Linked DNA regions of Mus musculus: region 1 is linked to region 2. A link is a contact called in public HiChIP or PLAC-seq data. All regions are on one chromosome and are shown on one strand. The core of a region is the stretch at or near the end of the contact, and the rest is flanking DNA. Distances in the headings are between cores, read along the strand shown.

Region 1 (6,600 bases), core at 1,317-3,816, 500 kb after region 2:
GCTCATGTAGACTTTATAGAACAGAGAAGAACTGCTTTAGTGGGAAAGCACACCTACGCAAAGGTGCTTCTTCTGAACAGAGCACTGCTAGAGCTTTGTTCTGAATAATGCCGCTAGGGCCTAAAGCACCTTTCTTCACTCTTGGTTGTCAAGGCTGAGTCTGGTTGATAATCGTTTGTCACTTTGGTTACTTCTTTGGTGGTCCATAAGGTGGGAACTGATTTAATACCTTCCATGGGAAAACCTTGAACTGGGTTACAAACAGTTGTGACTATAGAATACGGGCCTCTGTCCCAGCCAAGTAGGATAGTCTGTTGTCAAGGCGACAGGCTTCAGTGCCTACCTTTGCTCTCTCCATGTATATAACTTGGCCTAGGCTGTTTCCTGAGATTGCTTTTTCATTTCTTAAATGAAAGAAAAGAGATGGCTGATATAGATCTCAACTATTTTAATAATAAAATAAAATACCCAACATTCACCTCTTATAAAGAGATAACTGTGAAGAAAAATCTGTTCATAGGTGAACCAATATTTACTGTTTATTTTCCTTTTTTGAACAGGGTCTTAATTTAGCCTAACTATGTAACTAGCCTTGAGCCCCTGGTCCTCCTGACTCTACCTTCCAGTGTTGGGATTCAAGTGTGTACCACCATAGTTAGCTTTACAATAATTTCTAGTGAGATTGATGAGACAGGCTCTCCCTCTGTAATCCAGCTTGACCTGGAACTCAGAATGTACACCAAGCACAAAGCAAATCTGCTTCCTTTCTTCCCAGGTGCTACTTTAAAGACTTGTTCTACCATATCTGGGCTGGTTTTCTTGCTAATTTTCTGGGGGTATATGAAAGTGCATCTGTGAGTGTGTGCTCATATGGGTGTGTGTGTACTTGTGTAGAGGCACAAAGAAGCCAGAGGTCAACCTATAGTCTTGTTCCTCAGGAACCAGCCATTGCTTTTTGAGACAGGGTCTCCCATCGGCCTGGAGTTCACGGATTAGGCGAGGCTGGCCATTAAGCTCAGGGGACTGTCCTGTCTCTCTAGAGCTAGGGTTATGCACCAGCCCACTTAGTCTTTTACTATACATTCTGGGGCTCGAACTCAGGTCCTCATGCCTGTGGGCACAGACTGAGCTATCCTCCAAGGCCCTAAGTTTTGTTTTTGATACTTTCACTTTCTTATAATCTATCTCATCCGATACTAAATCCCAAGATTATTACAGTTCTACAGTGAACAAAGATTTGTTGCAAGTTTTGTGTTCTTAGGTGACGGGACTGCATACGTGCCTCTGTAACCACTGTAGCTGGCTGTCATGGCAGGGCGAGTCATGGACAACGTTACTGAAAATATAAATTGATACCCCAATACTGCAGGCTTTGAACTGCATGTTACAGGGATAGGCACTGTCTGCCAGAAGAGACGACCACTGAAATCTCCAGCACTGGGAAGTCATTTTGTCCCTGACACACTGGAGTAAAATCTCTTGACAGCAATATTTGCTTGTGCCATACACTCATCTTTATAAGCCTAAGCAAAAGAACAAGTTACTGGATGGAATTGCTGAGGAGGACTAAGGACATGGGCAGAAAGATCAGGATGGAATGGAAAAGAAAATCAGGAATGTTTACAAGGACATGCTCGAAAGGATTTGGTGACTGAATGTCAGAGCCAGGGAAGATGGGGACAAGGGGAGACTCTGAGGCAGCTGACTCAGATGACAGCTTGGGTGGGGGATGGGTGGGGAGGCTGTCATCAACAGAAATAGAAAACACAGGCTAGGAAAACAAGTTTGAAGATTGGGGGGAACAATGGATCTGATTTTAGTTCAGGGAGTCTGCTCTGAGGTGGGAATGTCTGGCTGGCAAGTGAAAACACAGGCCAGGCTGGAGTTGATCAGAGGTCAAGATCAAAGACAAAGCCTTGTGCATGGAGTCCTATCAATCAGGGGCATAAGAGGACTCCTGGCCGTGCATGAAATCATCCTTGGGGAATGCGTGGATCAAGAAACACTGGGCCAGTCATAGGATTTGGGGAACCATTCACACTTACAGACTGGTTCTGGAACAGGAAACTGGGAAAGGCAGCAGGAAAATGGGCTCAGAAATAGCATGAAAAAATCTGTGTCATGAAAGTTGCCGGAGGGCTCCAAAGGCCTGCCACCCCCTCAGGCCCATGAGAAGGAGTGGCGAGCTGAGGTCTGAGAGGGGCTGGTATGTGTGCCCATTGGCAGCTCACGGGTAACCAGTGCAAGGTGCGGTATCAGGGAAGCCCAGAGTGGCGCCAGTGAGGGGCTCAGAAAGGTCGGGAGAGCAATGCTGCCATTCTCCTGTGCCATCTCCAACTGCTGCTTCTTTTTCTCTTTGGAAAAGTCTTCTCTGCTGCCCCATAAATGCTAATGTCACCTAGGACTCTGTCCTTGGCTGGAAGCTCACGGTGGTAAAGGTTCTCTGGGTTTCAAATGACAACAAGCAACTCCAGCTGGCTTGAGCAGAAAGATTTATTGGAAGGCTGCCGTCACCTCACAGGACCCGAAGCGCTAGGGACTGAGTCTTGCTCTCAAGCTCTAAGCAGACACCAAGCTGCTTCTCCTTTACCGTTGCCTCTGTCTATTTTTAAGCCCCTCTATGCTCACTGCAAAGCAGCTGCTTGGATTTTCCAGGCCTTGTGACTGAAAATATATGCCTGCTACCCGTTCTTGAGTCATATCCACTCAGCCACTCAGAGCAGCATCTCAACAGTCTTGATGTCCTCCAAGAGCCGAGACTGAGTTGATCATCAAGAACAGATGCCTGCCTTTTAGGTCACCCAGGTGGCATCAGGCCAGCAAGGTCACACTGCACAGGCAGTAGTATGGGGAAACAGGTCCTGAGGCTGGGGAAAGCTCCTCCAAGATAAAGAAGAGGTTAAATCCTAAAAGCAAGGGTTAAGGACAAGAAGGTGCACGGGCAGCTAGCTTAGCTTCTCTGTCACCCTCTCTTTCTTTCCTCTGAGAGCTGGGATATTCCTGAATGCCAGACTCCAGGGTGTACATCTTATTCAAAGAGGTTCCAGCCAGAAAGGCTGCCCAGGTCATCAGCTTCTCTATGACCAGCTCTGGCTGCTTGTACCTGAGCCCCCAGGGGACATGTCCATATCCCCTCTGGGTGAACCAGAGCTGAGTGGGCTCAACCAGAGCCTGTCCCTGGATGCACTGAACTGGGATCTGGATGGATCATGGACCAGAGCTTTTTGAGGAATTATAGGAAGGAGGGCGAATCTGGAGGTGTTGTGGGTCCTGGCACCTGGCTGCAACCCTACCCTTCCTCCTCTAGGTTTCATAAATTAGCTCAGTGATTTTCTTTTCTTTTTAATTTTTCAAAGTAAGTTTTCCTTGAGTAGTTTTGTGTCATTGAGATAAAACATCTTGGCTAATCCAGTATGGAAGTTGCTCAGTGGCTGCTTCCAGATCCACCTCTTGCTTCCTACATCTGCGGTAGGAAGTGACTACTCCCTCACTCTTGCTCAGGACGAGCAGGGTCCAACTGGGAGTGCAATACAGAAGTTTGGAACTCTAGCTGTTACTGAAGAACGGCTCTGTTAATAAATGCTATATATATATATATATATATATATATATATATATATATATATATATATAAAATAGATATAATGCATATACACATATAATATATAAAATATATGTATGATAAAATATATATGTATATTATATAACACATATAATAGAAAATATGTATATATGTATATAACATATACATAATGTACATATAACACATTAGAAAAATAATATATACATTCAATATATATACACAACATATAATATATATGTTGTGTATATATATCATATATATATACCAACATACACTATATATGTATATATGTATACACACACACACACATACATACCATAAATATGATATTTAAGAAATCAAAAATATCTCTTTAATATTTTGAGATCAGGATCAATGATTTGGTTTGTCTTATAATGAAAACACTTGCTGAACAAAGTCAGAAACTGGACTACTGTGCACAAAGTCATACACACTTCTCAATGATACCAGTAATTCATTTCTGCCTCTGAAATAATATTTCATTCATGTTGAGAAATTATTTTCATTGCTTCTTCATTTAGTTTATGAATGTTTGACTAAGCCTTTAATTTTTAACAAACTCCGTTTGAGGATAATTTTAGATTTATAGAAAAATCATGAAAACAGTAGAAATCCTATCTATCCATCACCCAGTCTCCCACACTATCACAAGTAGCAGAGGAAGTCCAGGCTTGGTTCATCTCTACCGTATGGTCCCTAGGGGCCCGTTAGGAGACCAAATTACATTTCAGTCAAATTACATTTAGTTATCCCATCTCTTAGGTTCCTCTGGTTTAGCATAGCTAAAAACTTTATTTTTCTTAAGGCTATCTACTAATAATTTATATGAGCATGAAGCTTGTTGAATGTTGGCTATACAAATTTATATTTCTACTTGATCGTTTAATGTTTAACACTTTAAAAACATAAATTGCATTAATTATACCACAAATGTTAATGTTGTGAAACACTTACAAGGACAATGTTGGTATTTCAGAGTTATCTTTAGTAGATGCTGAGCTGTATGTTGTGACTTGATGTGATCACTGGCGCCCAGGGGCATGGCAGGGAGTGGAGACTCCTAACTCTAGGATGGCTGGAGCTTCAGGTCCAGGGCAGAACTACCTAGAACCAGAAGTGTGTGGCAGAGGGCTGCCGGCCAGCTTCTCTAGCTAGCTTCTCTGAAGAAAGAAGCCCAGGCTCAGGTCCAGGCTATCCTAAAGGGAACCAAAGACCACACCCTTCTGCCCATTAAGACCCCAGTTACATCCTGGACTTCTCTGTATAAAGAATGGCTGATGGCCTAGCCAGAGCTGCTTCCTCCTAGGCTTTGTACACAGGTGCCCTGTGCACCTCTCTGTACCCCAGGCGCATCATCTCAGAGTCTTTGTTTTCCTAGCACTAGCTCATTGCTTGGACACAGTAAGCTTGATGTTCAGCCGAGGTGGAGCAAGTGAATGGCAATGACACTGCTAGCAGAGCAAAGGTAACTTTTCCCGGAGCTGACAAGAGTGAGGGACTCATGCGGAGTTAGCAGAGCCTCCAACCCACAGGATAGAGGACAGAAAGCTGACAAGAGCAGAGAGGGGGAAAAACTCCAAACCCACTGGGTGGCAGGGCCAGCAGTAGCAGCCTGACTCAGGGCTGCTGGAGACACACACAGGAGATTCCCATCTCTAGGTCCAATATCAGCATTCAAAAGCTCTAACTAAGAGTTTACTCACAAGTACACAGTTTCATACCCTTCCTAGATTGAGGTCTGTGAGACCTTCAACTAGATTACAATCCATCGAGCTGTCCAAGTAGTTCACAAGCACCCGGCTCATTTTGACTGCCCATGGTTCATGGCGTATTCAAAGTCTCGGAAGCTGACGTGACCATCTGAGTCTTGATCTGCCTCCCTGGAAAATGACACAGGAAGTTAATCACACAGTATTCCTGTCAGGATCTCCATGTGAGCAGCACACTAGAACCTTCCTTCTCTCTCTTTCTCTCTCTCTTTTTTTTTTTTGAGACAGGGTTTCTCTGTGTAGCCCTGGCTGTCCTGGAACTCACTCTGTAGACCAGACTGGCCTTGAACTCAGAAATCCGCCTGCCTCTGCCTCCGGAGTGCTGGGATTAAAGGCGTGTGCCACCACAGAACCAATCTTATCTCGAAGACTAAGGTTGACGCCTATGTTTTGTTCCACAACAGTGCTGACACCTAAGGTATGAAGGAAAAAAGAGGTATTTATTAAAACCTACAGAAGCACACATGCAATGCATTTGAGGGCTGGACCTAAATACATAAGCTATACAGGAAAAGGAGGAATAAGGGGCCAGGGCTGTAGCTGTTGACTGAATGTTTGACTACCAGGCATGAAACCTTGGGTTTCACCCATAAGACTGCATAAAACTGGGAATAGTGGGGCATACCTATAATCCCAGCACTGGGGTATCAGAGGCAGGAGGATCGGAAGTTCAAGGCCATCCTCATTTACATAGTGAGTTTGAGGTCAGCCTGGGCTATGTGCAACCCTGTCTCAAACAGAAGTAGGCATACATATTGTTCCAGTACTCTGAAGTAAGATCTCCATCATGGCTTGCTGTTGCCTCCCTACAGAACCAAGACAGCACCCAGAGAGAAGCTGCCCCACGGCTAACCACCACACATCCACAATTCCTGGCTGGCTTCACTCATCCTTGGAATCACTGTCGCATCCTCACATCCTCACAAGTGCATGCTAAGCTTTTCCAGTTCCTATGCAGACTGACGAAGGTGTGAGCCCTTGCCTGAGGGTGTGGGAAGCCTCTGAGGGGGTGTCCTTGGAAGCTCTGAGACCTGGGCTCTGTTCCCACAACAGGCAGTAGGGAATGGCACACGTTCTAGGTGATTAAGATAAACTATCCCGCCAAGGCACAAACAGCAGCAGCAGCAGCTGCTGCGGTGGTGGTGGTGGCGGCAATGGCGGTGGTGGCGGCAATGGCGGCAGCGGCGGCAGCGGCTCACTGGCTCTGTCACCAGTGAAAGACATGTC
Region 2 (6,073 bases), core at 2,538-5,037:
TAATTACCTGATTTATATTATCTGATACCAAGGCTTTGTATAAAATTGCTTGAATTAAGGCAGTGTGAGACTCTTTTGAGTATCGCCATTTACACCACAGGGACAAAATGGAACCTAGAAAACAGACTCACACTTAGTATGGCCAAGTGAGCTTTGACAAAGGTAGGTATCAAGGCAGCAGAGTGTTAGGAAGTATCACAGCACGGGATTAACCCTTTGGGATAAAAACAAACCTTGACCCTTACCGGATACTGCACGTGAAGATTAATCATAAATGGATTTATAGTTTACAATGGGAAGAGACAGGTTCAGGAGAACTCAGAATTGCAGCTACCTGCTGTAGTCTACTGAGTGTGTATGGGCTTTTGTCAGCTGTCTGGAGACTGCGGGAGAGGGGTTCGAAGACTTCTGATGGCATTCCCAAAGTCATTGGATGAGCTTAATGCTGACACTGTGGGCGTCTCACTGTGGCTCTCACGGAGAACAGTAAATGGATCGGATACAATGGGCCACGTCACAAAAGAACTTAAATCCTGAAAATCTGTACCATGATTCTAACCATTGTCAGTAATTAGTGTCTTCCTCTGAGTCAGGGTAACTATAGTTAAATCGGAGAGAGAGACTGGGTGTGCGTGTGTGAAGAAATGCTAGGGTAAGTTCTAAGGTTGGTGTGGGGGTTATCGCCGCACAGATGGAGATGCCTGATGCCAAGTATAGGTGCCCTGAGGACTTGTTATGGGGAGCGCTGTCTGCACTGGACCTCGAAGGCAGAAAAGCAGCCCGCATACTCAGAAACGGTAAAAATAAATGCACTGCGTGCAAAAGGAAACGAAGAACATGGTCTTTGCTGCAGGAGGCCATCCCACTGTGGTAGTTTGAATAAGTAATGCCCTCCAGAGGCTCATGCATTTGAACACTTGACACTGTGTGTAGAGAAGGTGTAGCCTTGCTGGAGGCGGGCTCTGAGAGTGAACAGCCTGGCTCTGCTTTCCAGCCGACCCTCTGCTCTGTGCTTGTGATGGAAGGTGTGACTTTTCGGCTTCTGGCCACCGTCCCATCACAATGGACTCATCCCTCTGGAACCTTCTCCTCCTTGAGTTATTTTGGTCATGGTGTTTCATCCTAGCAGCAACAGAGAAGCAGCTAAGGAATGCAGGCACACTGGGACTTTACCCAGAGCAGCAGTCCGGAGCAGGAAAGTGGCCTGCAAGGAGGTGGCTAGGAACGCCAGGTCTGTGCCCCACTTCTGCCAGTTAATTGCTTTGTCTCTGAAGCAAGCTATGTCAACTCAAGTAAGCCAGGGATGTTTCACCCCCTGCAAGTGGTGTTCCCACCAAAGTGATCTTGCAGGGGAGGTTTACTGAGGTTAGAGACGCACTCATATCTAGGAAATGCGTGAGAGTCGGTATCATCGTCAGACCCACGTTCAACAGAAGAACCCCGAGGCACTGTGCCTCCCCAACCTCAGGTCAGCTGAAAACCCACAAAAGGGAACAAGACGAAAGCTAGACTGAGCTAGGCCTGAGCTGCGTTCCTGGTGACCGAGTGGCTAGGACAGCAATGACGACAGCAATGACGGCTCCTGTGATAATTTGGTTCCCAGGTACATACTGTCAGCATCACCCCTGGAAGGGAAGTGGGCCAATGGGAGTCACAGGGCACACTCATGTGGTCATGAGTCACCCGCCAATGAGGAGGACCCACGGTCAGAGGCCCATGCCCCATATGCACAGTTCTCTGCCTGAACGTCCAGACACTTCACACACCAGGACACTTCGGCAGGAAGGGAAAACAGGAAGAAACTGGCTCCAGCAAACACCTATTGGAGGCCAGGCTTTGGAGATACTCCTGACCCACTGTGCAGAGTCTAAGAAGGGCTCTGTGTAGCATGGCATCAGATAACACTGGGTATCCCACCCTAGTCAGGTGGCACAAACACACCTTGTAGGGTTGTTCTGAGGATTACATAAGGAAGGCTATGAAAACTGCTTAGCCTAGGGGCTGGTGATGTGTGCTTTAATGTCAACTCTGCTCCCATTATCCTTCAAGCAGCCCACATCACCTCTCCAGAAACTCCAGTGAATTATCTCTAAGGCACACGGTTTAATGGGGGAAATTCAATTCTTTCCAGTCTACTATGCCTTTGGTAGCTAGCCCTAACCCTACATACACATCTTCCCAATTAATGTGCTGTATTCATTTCAAAGCAACCTGGCAGCAGTAGCAGATGTGTGCCTGAGATTTGAAACTGCCTGGGAACGTTTACGTAAGGTGGCTCACCCTCTGAACCCAGCCCTCCTTCTCAGGGGAGCTGCTGAGTCTGGCCTCCAGTCCCTGCCATTTCTTGGTTTTCCTCACTGGCAGCACACTCCAGACTGAGATGGTGAGCATGCATGTGCCCGCTCACTGGCTGCCAAGAGCCAGCTGTGACACTTAAGTGTGCCTCCATCTCTTCTCCTTTCTGTCCCCACCCGCAAGTGTCAGGAATGAGGTCTCTGGAAACTGGCACAGCCAGTTCACAATGGCTCTGTGGAAAAAGGCATTGAGAGCCGTCTCCTTTTCCACTGAACACTAGGCAGGAATATGAGCCCAGTCGCCTGCCCTTAGCCTAAAATTAGCATCTTTCTTTCCCTTCTGTACTGGCTGGTTTTGTGTGTCAACTTGACACAAGCTAGAGTCATCAGAGAGGAAGGAGCCTCAGTTGAGGAAATGCCTCCATGAGATCCAGCTGTAAGGCATTGTCTTAATTAATGATCAATGGGGGAGGCCCAAGCCCATGGTAGGTGGCGCCATCCTTGGGCTGTTGGTCCTGGAGCTCTATAAGAAAGCAGGCTGAGCAAGCCACATGAAGCAAGCCAGTAAGCAGCACCCCTCTATGGCCCCTGCATCAGCTCCTGCCTCCAGGTTCTAGCCCAGCTTGAGTTTCTACCTGACTTCCTCCAATGATGGACTATGACCTGGACAAATAAACCCCTTCTTCCCAACTTGCTTTTTGTTTGTGGTGTTTCATTACAGCAATGGAAACCCTGACTAAGACCCCTTCTCTCACTATGCACCTCCTGAAAAAAAAAAATCAATACATTCAAAGACCAACACAACCCATCACCTCACGTTCTGAGATGGAGTTAGGAGGCAGCTCAGTCAAATACTAAAGAAAATACACATTTGAAGGCAACTTCTAACTCTGTGTGCTCAGTAGAAGAGGTCTAAGCATCCCTTTCTGGTCGACAGCATTCCCATCTTTTCTCCCAGCAACCCGGGAGAAGAGAACGGTTGCTGGAGCCACTGCACAGGCTTCAGCACCAGACTCCCCAGCACTTACTGGTTTTCTTAAATGTCTCCAAGGCCTTCTCAAATCAGCTAGACTGTGACACTCACACCTGGCCAGGGAGAAGCAGCATGGATCAGTGCATACTCGATGGCCATTGAGCTAGGGATTGCTTGTCCCTGCCCCCCTAGCACCAGAATTACAGGCATGTATTCCCTAACCCCAAACCCCACGTCTGGGACTCAGGTGCTCACACAAGTACTACTGACGGAGCCACTTTCCAGGGTCTAAAGCTCATTTCTGTTCTGAAAGGTCCGAGGCATAAAACAAACATTCCTGCACACTGTGCTGGCCATCAGCACTTCACCTGCCTCGCTCTTTGATATGCATCTCCCTTAGTCTTTGCAAGGTCTAAAATTAACCTCAGCAGGGAGCTTGCAGCTCTGCCATTGGAGGGCAGCCCTGGCTAACACTATGAGAGGCCATAAGTAGAGCAGCAGGCCATTCCTGCCATCATTCCTCCCCTGAAGGCACCCTTTCCACCTGCTTGCTTGGAAGCAGGCTGGGGAAGGGCTGTCACGGCAGGCAGGGCAGGCAGGGCACAACCTGTTTCCTGTGGTCTTTCTTCTGTGGAGCCCTATATAAAGGACATATACCCCGGTTCCAGACAGCATTCCCCACCCCTCTTGGTCCATTCTGCTGTTTTGTTTATTATTGAGAGTTCCGTCTCTGGGAAAATTCCAACCAAGGATTATATAAGCCTTTGGAGATGGCTTATGGTGACCTAGTTTCTCCACAGGGGTTAAAGATGATTCATAAGGATTGTCAAGGGAGCTACTAGGCAGGTGATTCAGGAGATGCGAGCAGCTGAGATCCGTCTACACCACCACGTTTTAGGGAGAGACTGGAGTAGGTGGATAGATTTTGATTTCAGAAGGTAAGATGAGTAGACAGCCATGCTCTTGGCTGTTCTGGAAGTGGCATTTTGCGCGCGATGGCCCTTCTTGCAGAATGTATCCCACACACTGAGTGACACCAGGGGCACGAACTGTTAGAAGCCAAGGCTTTAATTAACTGTGCCTCTCTGCAAATTGCAGTAGACAACTGAAACAAGAGGGGGTGACCCTCGGGACTGCAGTCCGACCCCTGCAGGGGGCACAGGGCTCCTGGGTTCTCACTAGCGTCTCAGGCAGACTCTTTTCTAAAACTCACTGAGCATTAGAGACAGTGTGCTGGCCCTGGCTTAGACTTTCGGATGCCAAACAGGGAAGAAATCTAAGGGGCTGCCACTTGGTGACCTGAAGTGCAGTGGCTACAAAGCACAATGACAAAGCGGGGTGGGGGGAGCCCTTTCTAGCAACCAAGCTAGCCTGTTAATTGCCAGGACTGAACAGTGCCAGGAGAGGAGGTGGGTAGCTTGCCACTCAGAGGGGCAGCTCAGGGGTGAAGCAGGAAGCTATAAATAGCAAGGCGCGAGGAGGCTCTATAAACAGAGCCTGGTCACAGCACCCAGCCCCAGGGAAGAGAGCAGCAGAAAACATATGGGGTTCTCAGAAGCCAGGCTGGCCAGCTCCTGACCATGGGAAAAGGTCTGTGTGAACCCACAGAGAGAGGGACACACAACCACGAGCTTCACTATGCACGCTGCCAGTTCTCCATCATGGAGGCTGGCTGTTGCCTTTATACATTTACTGAGGATTCATACCTAGGCCTGGGGCAACAGTAGCAGGGTGGGAGACAGCATCGTCATCATTCTGGCTCTGTATGATTTCTCCCTTTAGGGATCGAGGCACTGCCTCCAATCTCAAGGCAATAGACCAGCAACGTTGCCAGGCAGTAGTGGTACGCATCTTCAATCCCAGCACTTGGGAGGCCGAGGAAGGCTGACCTCTGAGTTTGAGGCCAGCCTGGGCTATAGAGCAAGCTCCAGGACAGCTACATAGGGAAACCCAGTCTTGCAAAACCACTCCCAACCCCAACCGGGCAATGTAGAGGAAAATAAAGCTATAGTTGGAATGGGCTAAAAAGACCTGTGGATATACTTCCCTCTGGTTGTGTCCACTAGGAGATGATGGATTTGACATGATCCCTAACTATGGCACGGTTCCAATCTTTAGGGGCTCTGCAGCCTGCCACTGACTGTGCTTACACTTGACCTCCAGATGGGAAGGCAGATATGAAGCCAGTGTCCACGCTCTTCTTGTTCTCAGTCCCCACTGCTGTTCCTGTCTCTGAGTGTGTCCTCTGGTGACCTTCATGGGCATCCCAGTGGTGCCTGCCAGGACCCTGGAGAGCCTTCTTGGCCTGGGCCCTCGAGAAGGGTGTGGCTACACTTTCACAGAATGTTGGTAAAAGCTTTCTTTTTAAAAAGCCCACTAAAATGATCCTACAGAGCTGGGTAATAGAGCTCCGTCAGAGTCCTGGTTTCCATCCCTAGCGCACATATGCACATAAGGTAAGGTGGTGCTTGCCAGAGAAATGGCGGCAGGAGGAGAAGTAGTTCAAGGTCATCCCTGGCTACACAGCAAGTTTGGGGGCCAGCCAGGATGACGTGGAACCCCACCCTAGAAAGAATGGAAAAAGAATCCACACCTTTAACACATGAGCGCTTTTAAAACTCAGTGCGGCACTTGGACGTAAATAGGACTGTGGATATTGCAGAAAGAGAATTACAGTTGGAGAGTTACAGGGATGGAGAGAGGAAAGGCTCGTTTGGCCAAGGAAATATCAAAAAGCAATCCTGTTAGCAATTCAGGAGAACCCAACCTGTGGTCAAGAGGCCAGGAATAAGAGACTTTCAGGAGA

What was found. HiChIP or PLAC-seq counts read pairs in DNA pulled down with a chosen protein or histone mark.
Region 1: an H3K27ac HiChIP or PLAC-seq map of heart atrium shows a contact between it and region 2, with 5 read pairs. The contact joins two enhancer-like sites. A contact is called at or near these places in 1 of 484 Hi-C or Micro-C datasets (psoas muscle) and 1 of 115 datasets of contacts at active chromatin or transcription factors (heart atrium).

Annotation. Positions count from the first base shown.
Region 1 is chr12:99,713,620-99,720,219 of GRCm38.p6, forward strand. Efcab11 (EF-hand calcium binding domain 11) reads right to left here. Exons shown (of 6, transcript NM_030172.2): 6 at 3,912-5,484. The coding sequence ends at 5,406. Among named protein-coding and RNA genes, the nearest start is that of Gm19951, 74 kb to the left of the region's middle. Within about 2 kb of position 2,567, at least 36 of the 459 cell types and tissues checked have an H3K27ac peak or open chromatin away from gene starts, as enhancers often do. A contact at or near this core is called in heart atrium, where this site is marked.
Region 2 is chr12:99,211,919-99,217,991 of GRCm38.p6, forward strand. All of the region lies in intron 4 of Foxn3 (forkhead box N3), which reads right to left. Among named protein-coding and RNA genes, the nearest start is that of 4930474N09Rik, 52 kb to the left of the region's middle. Within about 2 kb of position 3,788, at least 39 of the 459 cell types and tissues checked have an H3K27ac peak or open chromatin away from gene starts, as enhancers often do. A contact at or near this core is called in heart atrium, where this site is marked.